Regions from separate parts of the Mus musculus genome. Here all the other regions are linked to region 1. Evidence: chromatin contacts called from public HiChIP or PLAC-seq data. All regions are on one chromosome and are shown on one strand. The core of a region is the stretch at or near the end of the contact, and the rest is flanking DNA. Distances in the headings are between cores, read along the strand shown.

Evidence for each region. HiChIP or PLAC-seq counts read pairs in DNA pulled down with a chosen protein or histone mark.
Region 2: a contact with region 1 is called in a FOXA1 HiChIP or PLAC-seq map of pancreatic cancer cells. The contact joins the promoter of Cort here to the promoter of H6pd in region 1. A contact is called at or near these places in 1 of 39 promoter capture datasets (pre-B cells), 1 of 115 datasets of contacts at active chromatin or transcription factors (pancreatic cancer cells) and 1 of 9 other capture datasets (liver).
Region 3: an H3K4me3 HiChIP or PLAC-seq map of bone marrow-derived macrophages shows a contact between it and region 1, with 4 times the contacts expected there. The contact joins the promoter of Nmnat1 here to the promoter of H6pd in region 1. A contact is called at or near these places in 3 of 115 datasets of contacts at active chromatin or transcription factors (bone marrow-derived macrophages, memory CD8 T cells and pancreatic cancer cells) and 1 of 9 other capture datasets (pancreatic islet).

The regions. Positions count from the first base shown.
Region 1 is chr4:150,000,694-150,005,363 of GRCm38.p6, forward strand. H6pd (hexose-6-phosphate dehydrogenase (glucose 1-dehydrogenase)) reads right to left here and starts at 2,543. Exons shown (of 5, transcript NM_001291004.1): 1 at 2,339-2,543.
Region 2 is chr4:149,124,355-149,129,024 of GRCm38.p6, forward strand. Cort (cortistatin) reads right to left here and starts at 2,409. Exons shown (of 2, transcript NM_007745.4): 1 at 2,173-2,409; 2 at 680-1,119. The coding sequence starts at 2,292. The coding sequence ends at 910. It overlaps Cenps (centromere protein S), which reads right to left. Exons shown (of 5, transcript NM_027263.2): 5 at 3,995-4,574. The coding sequence ends at 4,419.
Region 3 is chr4:149,482,544-149,487,213 of GRCm38.p6, forward strand. It overlaps Nmnat1 (nicotinamide nucleotide adenylyltransferase 1), which reads right to left and starts at 2,667. Exons shown (of 5, transcript NM_133435.2): 1 at 2,566-2,667. It overlaps Lzic (leucine zipper and CTNNBIP1 domain containing), which reads left to right and starts at 2,723. Exons shown (of 7, transcript NM_026963.6): 1 at 2,723-3,456; 2 at 4,209-4,317. The coding sequence starts at 4,217. It overlaps Tmem274 (transmembrame protein 274), which reads left to right. Exons shown (of 6, transcript NM_001366402.1): 6 at 720-796. The coding sequence ends at 796.

The DNA of each region.
Region 1 (4,670 bases), core at 1,293-3,792:
GGTTCCGTGGGTAATCAGGAAGCATGATGAGCCAAGTTCAATCCCTGAGCTGCCGTGATAGAAGGAGAAACCGGACTGCCTGGGTTTGTCCTCTGACCTACATGCATTGGCAAGTGAATGGGGCGCACACACATAACCCGCACTAAATAAAATAATAAGACATTTAAAGAGTGAGAGCTAGACAAACGTTAACTAAATAGATTATCTAAACAGTCCAGGTATTGTGATGTACGGCCGGGAAGCCAGCACCTGGGAGGTGAAGTCAGGGAGGTGAGAAATCCAAGCCAGCCTATAGTACAAGCAGTTTGAAACTGTCTTGGGGGAAAAAAGCAGGAAGAAAGGAAAAATGAAGGAAGCAAGCAAGGAAGGAAGAAAGAAAATTAACTATAAAGAGATTCCCTGCCTTAGGGCAGCACAGGGCCATTGCTAGGAGGAAAGCTGGGCCATTCTCCTTACCTGTGGGCTACAGAGCCAACCCTGCCCTGGAGCGCCCCGAAGAACAAAGTCTGTCACCAACTTCACAGGCCCCCTCAGCCTCCCAAGATGTGGCCTGGAGACCTGGGGCCTCCTCTGGCTCTCCTCCTCACAGGAAGTGCCACCTCTTGCTGCAGAGGCTGCGGTCTGAGGGGTTTTACTCAAGCAGTCTCCGCCTGGGCTCTACACTGGCTGAGAGGAAGGGGCTAGGAAATAAACCTGCCAAAGCGGCACACACAACGGACGTTGGCCAAGAAGCAGGAAACCAAATTTCCACTAAGGAATTTTTTCTCCCTTGCTTCCTTCTTTGTCTAATTAAGCAATCAGTCGGGAGGCCATGACTAACAGACAGAGAGGCTGGAGGAGAGAGAGGACAGAGACATCAACACAGACACAGGAAAAGTACCCTTAGCCACACGCTCTTGCCCTCATTCTAAACAACCACGCAGCCTTGAACAAGGCATTTAACCTGCCAAGGTCTCTGCCTCCTCCCCTGGGTAATGGACTAAGGGTGCTCAGGTTGTCTTCTGGCCCCTGGTCCCACACATTTCAAGGGAGACCCCCACCCTACTATCAAGGAGATGCCACCACCTATCCATATAAGCACGGAAGTGCTAGAGGGGACACAGACCACAGTAGTGGCGTCATGGGGCTAAATACAGAGGCAAGGTTACACCCTGATCCCCAGAGTGAGACCAGGACAGCCAGGGATACAGAGAGAAATCCTGTCTGGAAAACCAAAACAACAGCTACAACAACAACAGAAGAGGGTGGAAGACAGTTTCCTGTATAACAAATTTTATTCATACCAACAGCTGGAACAGGACATGGTAACCCAAGCCCACAGTCTCAGTCTTTAGGAGTCAGGAGGATTGTGAGTTCAAGGTTAGCCTGGGCTACTTAGCAACCCCATGTCAAAAGAAAGAAAAGCAGAAGGGGTGGGGAGTAGGGTGGAGGCTGGAGAGATGACTCGGCACTTTAGAGGACCCAGTCCCAGCAGCCACACGGTGGCTCGGAACCATCCCTAACGGCAGTTCCAGGGGACCCTACACTAAGTATACACATGGTGCGCGTACAGACATGGGGACACACGAGATAAAACAGGCGGTGGGAGTCAGCAAGCAGGAGGGCACGCGGGCTTGCTCTGGGCAAGAATGCATTACTCTGACAGGCCGTCCTGGGAGAGACTCGCCCTTTAGACAGAGGCCCTGCTAACATTCCAGAAGGGGAAAGACTGATCTGGCCAGCCATGGTGAACAGGGGCAGAGTCCAGCTCCATCTTCCTGTCACCCTCACTGGAAAGAGGCACATGGCCAGCCATCCCAAAGCTGTCCCTGCCCAGTCCAGCAGCACCAAGAGGCAGGGCTGGTGCGGGCTAGTTACAGTCTCTATGCCCACAGACATGGGTGGGAGGGTGAGTGAGAGAGATCAGGAGCCACTACCTACCTCCCCTTCCCTACTCTACCCCCTCAGATACCATTGACAAAGCTGCTTCCCATGGATGGGGCAAGAAGAGGGGTGCCTCTAATCACAGCCCCAGAATCTGGACTTTTAAAAAGAAATTGGGGGGCTGGAGAGATGGCTCTGTGGTTAAGAGCACTGGCTGCTCTTCCAGAGGACCCGGGGTTCAATTCTGAGCATCCACACGGCAGTTCACAACTGTCTGTAACTCCAGTTCCAGGGGATCGGACACCCTCACACAGACACATATGCAGGCAAAACACCAATGCACAAAAAATAAAAATAAATACTAATTTTAAAAGGATTGGAAAAGAAACAAGAATTCAGATGAAAGAACATTTAGAAAATCATCCTTATCAGCCAAGCGTCCCCTCCAGTTCCGGGGCTCCGACGCCAAACTTACCAGTGCAGGCAAAGAACACAACCTGGTGTCAGTCAACCCTGGTCTGCATTTGGTCCCCTCATGGCCAATCTGGGGACCAGCACTTCCAGATGAAGCTCTCCTCTAAGTCCAAAGAGCCCTTTCTCCGGCCTCCTCTAAAGATAACTGGGAGCCCGGAGGAGCACTCAAAGCCCCTTTGAACCTTTTTGCAATGTTTTGATTGCAAAATTTCCGGTATTTTTCCCAGCTGGTTGTTAAACACAGCCATTAATAAAGTGAAATTACATAAATGAATAACCAACCAAATTCCATTAAGAACAAAGGTCAATAGACACTCAAAACTTATGTTTCCTGATCACGGGATCACTTTTTGCTGTCATGTATGCTCTTGATAATGGCTCATTAGGGGGACATCTATAACCCAGATATTGGCAAAGATCATAAATCAAGTTCCCCGGCCCCACCTCCCACATAGCAGCTGCTCAGCACTGGCCAGCCAGTTGCTATCGTGTGGCCAAACCGGTATTTCCTGGCTGCACTTTCCCACCTCACTCCAGAGTGGTCAATCAACTCATACTCAGATCAGAGCTCTGATCACATTAGTTGAATGCTGACTGGGTTTAGGCACATCTAAATCCAACTGGTTTATTAACCACAATTTAAATTACTCCCTCCTTGCCCTCCCCACATCTCCCCTCCCTGTCTCCCCTTCCCTTCAGGTTTGTGGTTCTTTGTTTTTGAGACAAGGCATCTCTATGTAGCCCAGGCTGGCCTCAGGCCTGGTATGCTCCAGCCCTGTCCTCCTTGGCACTGGGATTTCTGGCATGGCCTACCACATCTCTCAACTTGCTTCAAATGCTGTCTCCACCAGTCCCAGTAAACACAACATACTCAGATCATAAACCTTAGCGGTGTCTGGTCTGTTGGCAGATACAGGTGTCCACCTTCAAACCCTATTTGGGGGCAGCTCGGGTGTCTGCCACCAATCCTGATGACCTGAGTTCCCGCCACAGGAACCGCAGGGTAGAAGATGAGATCCAGCTGCACAGCCTGTCCTCTGAGCTCCACATGTGCACACACACACACACACACACACACACACACACACACGTACACACACACACACACACACACACACACACACGTGCACACAAACACAACAAAGCTCACACAGGTTTGGAGCACAGTGTCTCTCACTGCCTCTGTCTGTCCTGCCATCTCCTCTGTCTGGATTACTGCAGAACGCCCCCCCCCCCCCATAGCTTCCTATGGCCCCTGCAGAGCTGAGCCTAGCACAGGGGCCAGAGTGACCCTCACTGTTGGTAAGAAAGAGTCTACACAATCTAGCATCTTACCATCATCTCTTTGACCTCCTGTACTATTCTGGCCATCCTCCTGCCTCGGGGCCTTTGTTCTGGCTCTTCTCTCTGAGCTGCGTTCCCCCACAGGTACTCACATGGCACCTTAGCTCACCAGCTTCAGCAAGACCGCTTGCTCAGTCTGGCTTTCTCAGACCACTCCACAAAATACTAGAACTTCCACTTCCACCTCATGCCTCCTCCCTATTCTATTTCCCTCAGTAGTCCTTTCTTTCCTTCCTTCCTTCCTTCCTTCCTTCCTTCCTTCCTTCCTTCCTTCCTTCCTTCCTCCCTCCCTCCCTCCCTTCCTTTCTTCCTTTCTTCCTTCCTGGTCTCATGTAGCCTAGGCTGTCCTCAAACTTGCCATGTAGCTGAGGTTGACCTTCAATGTCCTTGAACCTATTGTCTGTATGTGGGAGTTTTGTATGACTGTGTACCACATGCATGCCTGGTGCCTGCAGAGGCCAGATGAGGGCTTTAGACTCCCTGGAATGGACGTTACAGACACTTGGGAGTTGCCATGTGGGGTGCTGGGAACTGAACTCAGGTCCTCTGCAAGAGCAGCCAGTAGTACTCTTAACTGCCGAGCCATCTCTCCAGACTCATAAACTTCTGCTCTTCCCCCCTCTATCTCCTGAGCACTAGGATGACAGGCACATGTCACATGTTCAGTTTCATGCGGTGCTGGATGTGTTACACATGTTAGGCAGGCACTTCACCAAGCAAGCTACAACCCCGACCCTATGTGTATACACTTCCTGAGACCCTGTGTGATAACTACATTTAGCTCGCTTACTGCCTGCCATGCACTCCTCCCAAGAAGTCAAGATCCACCTGGACAGGGAAAGGTACAGTCACCTCCCTGCAGTAGCTCCCACACCATGGGAGGCACTCCCATGGCCAAGCACTCAGCAAGCTCCCAGCGATACTTGCTAATGACGAAATGAATCCCGTTTACAAAGGATCACCATAACCTCGGGTACAAGGTACCCAGG
Region 2 (4,670 bases), core at 1,159-3,658, 880 kb before region 1:
GGGAAACTTCTGTCAGGAGACCTCTTTCCTCACCAAGTAAAATCAATGGGAAGAACTAACAAATTCATATTACTAATTAAAACAGCTGTGTAACGAATTTGTCTATAACTTTTATAAGCATGTCAGCATGGTGTCAGCTTAATAGCATAACATTAGTTTTAAAATTAGTTTTAGCTAAAATATGAGGAATAATCACCACACAGTGTTGCTAGCTTGCTTGTGAAGTTCACAGTGCCTGCCGAGGATCAAATCCAGACCCAGGGCACGCGCTCTGCCACCCTCGGGCCAGAAGAGACTTTTCATGCTGGACTGAAGTGGGCTGGATGTGGTGGTACATGGCTGTATCCAGCACTCAAGAGACCAAGACAGGCTGGGAGTTCAGGACCAACTGGGCTACATGTAAGACCCTACCTCCAAAAGCTAAGAATAAACTCTGTTTTGAACTCTTAAATATACAGCCTTGAACTGGACATATTCCCCACACTTGAGGTAGAGGCAGGAAAATCATTTTAAGGTCACTCATAACTACATAGGAGTTCAAGGCCAGCCTGAGCTTAGACAGACCTTTTCTCAAACACACACTCAAACACACACACACAAATGCGCGCACGTGCATGTCGACCAAGAGAAGACATAACCCTCACCTCCCAGCACCAGGAAGGGGACGGAAGCCCAATGGTTCTGCTGATTGGAGCAAGAGCCACCACCATTTTATTTGGAGGGGGTCACTGAATCTCCAATCCCTTAGTTGACCTGTTGTCGGTAGCGAGCATTACTGAAACCAATGATTCTCACAGGGCAGGGGAGGCAAAGCTGACATAAGAAGAAAGCTCCCCGCTGATTGACAGTCTTTATTCAGGTCTCGTTGGCATCTCACAGGGTGGCCAGGGTGCTATGCCCAGGGTGGGGTTACTTGCACGAGGAGAAGGTTTTCCAGAAGAAGTTCTTGCAGGGCTTTTTATCCAGGTGTGGGGGCTGTTGGGGGGGTGGCCTTTCCTGGCTCTTGGACAGCCCGGGGGTACCCCCTCCGACGGGGGTGCTGGAGCTGGCTTGGGAAGCCCACTCGTGCCACCAGGCAAGGAAAGTCAGAAGGCCGCTCCTCCCCTCGGTGGCTTCCTGCTGTGTTTTAGAGAAGCAGATAACAAAGGAGAGAAAAGCAACCACTCACCACTCACTCACTGGGACTCACTCAGCCTTCGGATATGCCCCCCCACCCCCACCCCCCACAGAGAGCAAACTGTTCCTTAACAAACCACACTCCCTCAAAGTCAGAGTGAGACGGACTCTAGAGAAACTGCTCAGTGGAGAAAAACAGACCAGTCCAATAATAATAAATAAATAAATAAATAAAAATGCTGATTTTTTTCAAGCATGGTAGCAGAGACCTTTGGACTCGGCAGTCAGGAGGCAACAGCAGATAGAGTACTGTGAGCTTGGGCTAGCCTGGGCTACACACAGTGAGGCCTTATCTTGAAAACAAATAAAGTGCTTTAACTTCTACCTTATAATCTGTGCTGAGGTCCTCAGCTCTGAGACTAGGAAAGCTGTCAAAATGGCTGCCAGCTGAGAGGCCCTGGGTCCACAGGCTCTCCCACCTCCACACATCCTCCTGGATGTTCAGAAATCAGAACAGACTGAGTCGCTAAGTCTGGGCCTTCTTTCAAACTCCTCAGGAAGTTTCTAGGAGTACTCTGATGATAAACGACCCATCTGAAACTCATCTGGTGATCTCAAAGAAAAATCCACTTTTAATGGTCAACTTTATGGACTCTTTCTTGGAACTTTTTCAAAAATGGAAAAAAGAGAAAGTAAATCATTTGATGAAATTATAAAATTTACACCATGGAGAACAAGAGGGCAGGAATTATTTGAGCGAGTGAGAGTATAGCTGTGTATATAAATTAAGGCTCTGGAAGTCCGTGTGACTGGTCTCACGGCAGAGAAGACGGTGGAGCGCTGTGACAGCTGGAAGCAATCCCTGTCTCCAAAGCAGACACCAGCAGAGAGGAGTCCCTGACAGACCCAGGCTAGGAGAACTGAGGGCAAACAGGGACCAGGGGTCTGAATGGGGCGTTGTAAAATCCTAGGGACACACACACACCACAACACAGAACACATCATGCAGGACTGAGTGGTCAGAATTACAGAGACAAACTGAGCAGGTGCACTCACCACACTGTCCTGGCCAGTAGGGCCACTCTCCAGGGGAAGGGCGGAGGCTGCGACCCCCCAGAGCAGCAGCAGCCCGAAGGCTGAGGGCCACTTGCCTCCTGTGCCTCGGCCACCCATCATCCTCGGACGTGCTGAGGTCTGTGCTTGGTGGACGAGGGTCTCTTCTGTGGTGTTTTAAGCTCTAGCACCACCTGCTTGGGGGTCTGCACTCGTTCATTGAAAACCTACACGCCTCTCCACACTCACGCGGTGACGCACAAGCCGGAGCAATCAGCTCTCACAGAAAGAAACATTTGTGGGGTTGGATTTAGCCCCTTAATTAAAGACTCGGGACTTTTCCTGTGTTTGGAGTGAATCTGCTCTTATTTTAGAACACATGCGCGCTTGCTCTGGGAGTTCTGCTTCCTTGTGATTGTGCCTGTGGCAAGCAGGAAGCCATCAGAACAAAGCCGGGTGATTTAACAGAATATGAAATCAGGCCTGGGTAAAGAGCTGAAGATGTGGGGTCTTACCCAGGAGAAGCAAGACTGCAGGCTGGGACGCAGCTCAGCTCAGCCCAGCACGTGCCTACCACGGTTCCGTCCATCCCCGGAGCTAAAAGCAGGCATGTCTGAATCGGCTACGAGCAGAAGTAACCAGGTACAGAGAAGACCCAGGGTCACAGGATGGCCCCAGTGTTCACCAGGTCGCAAGGAAGGATGAACCAAGAGCATGTCCCAGACTGCCCTCTGCCCCAGGCTAGACCTTTGACTCGCTCAAGTATAGATGCGGATGCAGAAGAGAGACGGGACCAAAGGCCTTCTGCATCTCAGTGCCACGGACGCTGTCCTGGGCCTCTCAGTGACATGCACACTTGCAGAGTTCCTGGTCTAGGGCTTTCCAAGATGCCCAGGTCAGCAGTTTGCACATTTCTTTAAAAAAAAAAAAAAAAAAGATAGAAAGAAACGAGGCCAGGAAGATGGTTCACTGAGCACAGCAGTTGCGATGCAACCCTGGTAACCTGCAGCTCCACTCTGGCCCCCAGATAATGGTAAAACGGAAGAACACACCGGTTCCTAACAAACTTGACCTCTGACCCACACTCCCGCTGTAGCACACACGTGCATCTCCCTCTCCCCGTCATAGATACCATTTTTGAAAATGTAGACATGCACGTCGATAGACTGGCCAAGTGTAAGGGATGCTTTCTTTGTATAGGTCACAGTCACTTCCTGAGAAACCTGGACTCGGCCAGCTGACAGCCCACTTCCTTCCCAAGACAGTGACAAAGTCCTGGGCCACCTCCTGGCCCTTCACAGGTCCAGGTTGAGAATTGTGGGGATGTGAGGGATGGACCCCGCATATGCAGACAGACCTGAAACCCCATCTCAGACACTAGAGAACACCAAGATCCAAGGGAGGCTCGAGACTGAAACAAAGCAACTGAAAGTCGGCTCCTTCCAAAGTAAAACACGCCCCGCTCTAGAGACCTTCCCGAGGTCCCTCTTCCACCATGGGGTGACGCTCAGGTCATCAGGCTTTGCCTACACCCAGCGAGCTATCCCTCTGCTCCCCTACCACTCCACAAGGGAAAGAAGGCAGGCCCTGAACACCTTACATCCTTCAGGACACAGCAACAGTAGGACAGGGCCCTTGGGACACTCCAGACTTTCCCTTCAAGCAGACATCTCCTCGGGAGAGCCAAGGCTTAATTCTATAGACCTGCTAGAAAAGCCACAAAGCCCTGCTTCTGAAATCAGCCCTGAAGAGTAAGAGATTTCATTCCCAGGGACCACCAGTCACCGCGATGGAGGCTGAGACCTGAAGCCACAGCAGCCGGGCTCAGCAAACACAGCTTTATTTATTCCCAGGGACCACCAGTCACCGCGATGGAGGCTGAGACCTGAAGCCACAGCAGCTGGGCTCAGCAAACACAGCTTTATTTATTCACCCTGCTGAGACCCGCATTCGACCTGGGAAATAAACAGTGAAGGACTAAGCTCACCCCGACAGCCAGCACAGCTGATTGCTAGCCCACTTTGCCAGTCACTAAGTCACGCTGTGCCACCCAAGTGCAAGCCTTTCCTATGCCCCGTGACGCGTGAGGTGGCTTTGCAGGAACTCCCAGCTTCTAAGCTTCTGCCGAGAATGACTTCAAACAGGCAGCACGAAAAGCTGCCCACACACGGGGCCGTCCTTCCCATGTCTGTCCTCATCCCTGCAGACTGCCCTCGTGGCGAGCGCTGCTTCCAGATGAGATGAAGGCCTTAGCTCTCGCTCTGCAGCTCCTCAGCCCCGTCCAGCTCCTCAGCCATGGACTCCCGAGAGCTCCTGCTTTCATCTTCCGGCTTTCTTTTCTTCTTGGCCTTTCCTTTCAGGTTAAGCTGGGCAATCTCTTCATTCTTCTCTGTAATGTATTTTAGCTATGTATATATACAAAAAGCAAAACTATATTTAAGTCTTTAAATCTGTCTATAAATCATTTTACAAACCTAAAAGAAAATCCTCACAGTAACTTA
Region 3 (4,670 bases), core at 1,417-3,916, 520 kb before region 1:
TCCTGGGACGCAGCTCAGTTGGGAAGAGTGCCAGCCAGCACAGCTGAGGTCCGGGGCTCAGCCACCAGCACCACCCTATGCCCAGGTGGTGACACACAGGTTGGCAGTCCCAGACACTCCAGAGGAGGTAGAGGCAGAGATGGAGACAGGTGGTTTTCTGTGAGTCGGAGGCTAGCCTGGTCTACCTAATGAGTTCTAGGAACTATGTAATAGAGAAACCCTGTCTCAAAGTTAGATCTTCCACAGCAGCTTTAGTTAGCTGCATTGGATCTGCACAGGACTGGGCCTCTTAACATCCCGTCATCATGGCCAGAGGAGGGGGCTCATAAGGCCTCACCCCTTCCCTCCCCAGGGTGCACACTATTGGCAGTTAATGGTAGCTGGAGAGGGAGTCAGATTTTTCTTTGGTTGTAGGCACTGGTAAGGCGCCTTGCTCACACACCTCCTCACCCCCCATTTATGCAGGCAACATTAATTAAAGCCTCTAGGCCACAAAGAAAACAAAACAAAAAAAAGTCATGGAAGTTGGGTGGGATGTGTTGGGGAAGAAAGGTTTTGAGGTGGGAGAGGGGGTAAGGCAGTACTGCGGGAACACGATCAACAAACATTTATATATGCCATCCCCTTGTGTATGAACTTTTGAAGGAATACGTTTTTAAAAGCATCCTTCTCACCTGAGTCCTGCTCCACCTTATTAGACACTGTGCTCTGTCCTGCAGTGCTTTTTTCTGGCATGGGGCTCATCTGGCTGTCCAAAGTGACCTGCCCAAGACCAGATGCTAAGCCAACAGTCTGAAGCTAGCCCATAGGTCCTGCTGGTTTCCTGCCTCATTTACACACCTGGGCTGACTGAGTCCGCCCCAGCATTACCACTGTGTACCGTCAAGCATCTCACAAGATGACCTAGCTGCCATTTCTACATAAAATGTCTGCTGCACATCATAACCACGCAAAAAGCATGCCAAGACTAGCCATCATAGAAGTTGCTTAATGAGTGCTGAAGAAGCGGGAAACGATTGGTCAACTGATACCACAGGATCGCCATTAAAAACACCTTCATACGAAGGAGGAGTGAGTGTCTACACAATACTCTCAAGATTGCTACAATGACTTCCTATAAACCTCGGATCTTATAAAATAGGGACATTAGAATCTGAGCCGATGACACCGGCAGAAGTGGACATTGTCAAAAGAAATCGCTCATCTCAGCAAAGTGAAGCTTCACAGGAAAACAGTCGTGCAGACCTAAGATCTCACCAAGATCAATCTATACATTCTTTACGTTGTGGGAACTTTTGGATAAAGAGAATCTCTTTATGGGTTACAACAATCTTTCATATTACTACAGCCAATTATTTTGTAGAACATATAGCCAGTGTCTGAGCCTCACTCTGCTGCTGTGACAAAACACTCTGACCAAAAGCAACTTGGGGAGGAAGGGTTCTTTTGCCTTATACTTCCAGGTCAGTCCATCACTGAAAGAATTGGGGCACGGGCTCTAGGAGGAACCTGAAGCAGACACTACTGAGGAATGAATGCTGCTGCCTCCTGGCTTAAACTCAGTCTGTAGACCAGACTGGCCCTGAACTCAGAGATATCATTCCATCTCTGCCTCTTTAGTGCCAATGCCCAGCACCTAGGAAGCTGGCTTTCTTATACAGCCCAGTACATCAGGGTGGCCTCGAACTCAGAAATCCACCTGCCTCTGCCTCCCGAGTGCTGGGATCAAAGGCCTGCGCCACCACGCCCGGCTTAACTATGAACTTCTAACACCCCCCCCCCTTCAACTTCACAAAGGCATCACTGTAAGCTATAACCTTTCGATTTCTTGTCTCCAAAGTCCCTGTTAACATTATAAAACAAAAGCATAGACCAACTTTCAAAATTCTCAGTCTTTCAAAATTTCAAAACTTTTAAAGTTCCGAGTCTCTTTAAAAGTCCAAGTCTTTTAATCATGAGCTCCTGTAAAATCAAAATAAGTTTCATACTTTCTAATCCCAAAAGGGCAGAACCAGAGAATAGGAATAATCACAATTAAGCAAACCCAGAATCCAACAGTGTAGCTCAATATCCGACATTTGGGACTCAGGATCTGGGTCCCAAAGGGCTGGCATAGCCCTTTCTCCACTCAGCTCCCTGGTAACAGTTTACAGTCCACTCAGCAGCAATTTAACTGGTTCTCAAAGGCTGTGTGGGCTTGCTCTTTCCCAGATTTGGAAACGACTAAAAGGGAATGTCCTTCTCAGCACTGGCTTTCCCCCATTGCCTCTCACCCACATCCCTCTAAGTTCATGGGCGTCTGCTCTCAAGAAATCTCTAGAGAGGAAGAATCCAGGCCACCCCAAGTGGGGGAACTGACCTGCACCAAGGTCACAGGAAAGTTACCAACTTTTTGGTTCCAAGAACTAAAGGGCAAGAGTTGACTATGAAGAGCTGGCCCCAGGGACCGTTACAAAAGTCTCTAAAGGCCCAGCCATTGTGCATTGTCCCTTGCTTGGCAAAGTACGGGTCACCGGGCTAACGCTCGCACAGGCTCGTCTCCTAGGACCTCGGTGGGTTGCTTACCAGGCCTTGAAGGCCAAACGGCCCTAGTCCTCCAGGAGACAACCTCGGCCCGGACGCCAGCGCAGGGAACACCGCCGCCTTGCTCTCATTGGCCCCACACAGCCGGAAGTGCGCGAATCCAGCGGAAGTGCTCGCTCCATGCGGTCCGCCAGGCCGGGGAGTCAGGTAGGCGGGGCCCCTGGTTCCAAACCCTGGGATCCGCTAGCGGGCGGCAGGCGGGGATCGGGAGGGCGAAGGAGGTTGTCCTGTTTTCCGATCAGGGAGGACGGAGAAGCGTTTCGCAGGCGTAGGACTCCCCGCCTCCTCAGGTGACCACCGGGCCTGCTGGAGCCCGGCCTTGGCGGGACCTGCACACCTCGGCGGGAGCTTGGAGTTCGTCTGTCCGCGGGGAGGAGGCCGGCATCCGAGCGTGCGGTCCGGCTCTGCCTTATTTTTGCTCCGGTGGTCCCGGGCCCGGGCTTTGCTCACCTCCGTCCCTGAGAAGGTGTGCTTTCTGCCCTTGCCTTCTCGTGCGTCTGAGTTGGACAGTTTTCCTCAAGCCGAGTCCCGAGTGCTGTGGCCTCACCCAGAGGAGACTCGGCAAAAGCTACGGGAGGCACAGCCCAGGGATTCAGTGGCCTCTCCCGCGTCTTCCTAGGAATGGAGAACGTATTTCAGTTACAGTCTGCTTAGCGGGAAGTGATCTGGACAGCTGTAGGCCAAGTTCAGACACAGCAAATAAAACTCTTAACAGTTTTACCTTGTTCTAGCCAGCTCCACCCCAGGAGGTTTGAAGTTTGAGCCTCCGGTAAACTTTATGACAACTTCGCTTTCCTCAAATTGATGACACTCAGAGCTCCGACAGTTGGCGAGTTTTGAGCACCGTGCACGGGACAGGATACTGGAACCCCGGTGAGCGTGAATGAATATATTCCACTCCAGATGACAGTGTTGGCCATTTCGGCAGTCTCAAAGGAAACGCATCACTTTTATTCAATACTAGGTGGTGCCAGTGAGTCAAATCTTTCTGGTCTAAATCTGTAGTGTGGTTAAAGTTTTTTTGTTGTTGCTTTGTTTTTTTTTTTTTGTTTTTGTTTTTTTTTTTTTTGTTTGTTTGTTGTACAAGCCTTTATTTTTCCTTAAATTTATTCAGAATAACTTTGCCTTTTGAGACTGTATTGCAGCTTGGGAGTGCAGTCTGGCGTAGCGTATATGTAGCATTCTGGTTCCTCCATTTCCCCCAAGAAGAGATAAATTTTTGTGTTAAACAGTAATAACTTACTGTGCAGGGGATTTATCTTAATGGTAGAGTCCTTGCTTAGCAGGAATGAGCGCCTGGATTCAATCCCCTGTTCTGGGGGAAGAAAAACAAGTCTGGGCATGTTAGCACATACCTGTAATCTTAGAAAAAATATGTTCTTTTCATTTTACATTTTCATAATTTACTTTTTTCTTTTTCTTTTTTTGGGGGGCGTGGTTCTAGACAGGGTTTCTCTGCGTAGTTCTGGCTGTCCTGGAACTCACTCTGTAGACCAGGCTGGCCTCGAACTCAGAAATCTGCCACCCAGCATTTTAGATTTTCTTAATTTTGAATTGCACCAATATGTTGAATCTTCCCAAGTAACCAAATACAGTGTACTCATGTGGGCTTATTGTTCTTACAGTGATTAAAATGGCTTCCAGAGGAAAGACAGAGACAAGCAAACTAAAGCAGAATTTAGAAGAGCAGTTGGATAGACTGATGCAGCAGTTACAAGACCTGGAGGAATGCAGGTAAGTTATAACTATATGTTCTCACTCCGTAAACACTTGTTTGTACGAAGAGAGGTCAGGCTCCGTGGATGCAAGCCTGAAGCCCGCGTGTGACTTTGGTCTCTTCTGTAGTATTTTACAGCACTTGGTTTGTAGAAGCAAACTTGTCAAGCTCTGTAGTCATAAAGCCTCAGCTATGGAAGACTTAAAATACTTAAGCTCCTGGAAATAATGTTTCCTTTGTCTTTAGTATTTTAAACAGCTTTGCCTAGTATGAACTAATTGCTAAAAATACTATGATTAGGCTGGGGACGGGGGTAAGGCTCTGTGGATGAGTGGGTGCCTAACAGCTAGAGGCTCTGAGCCCAATGCCC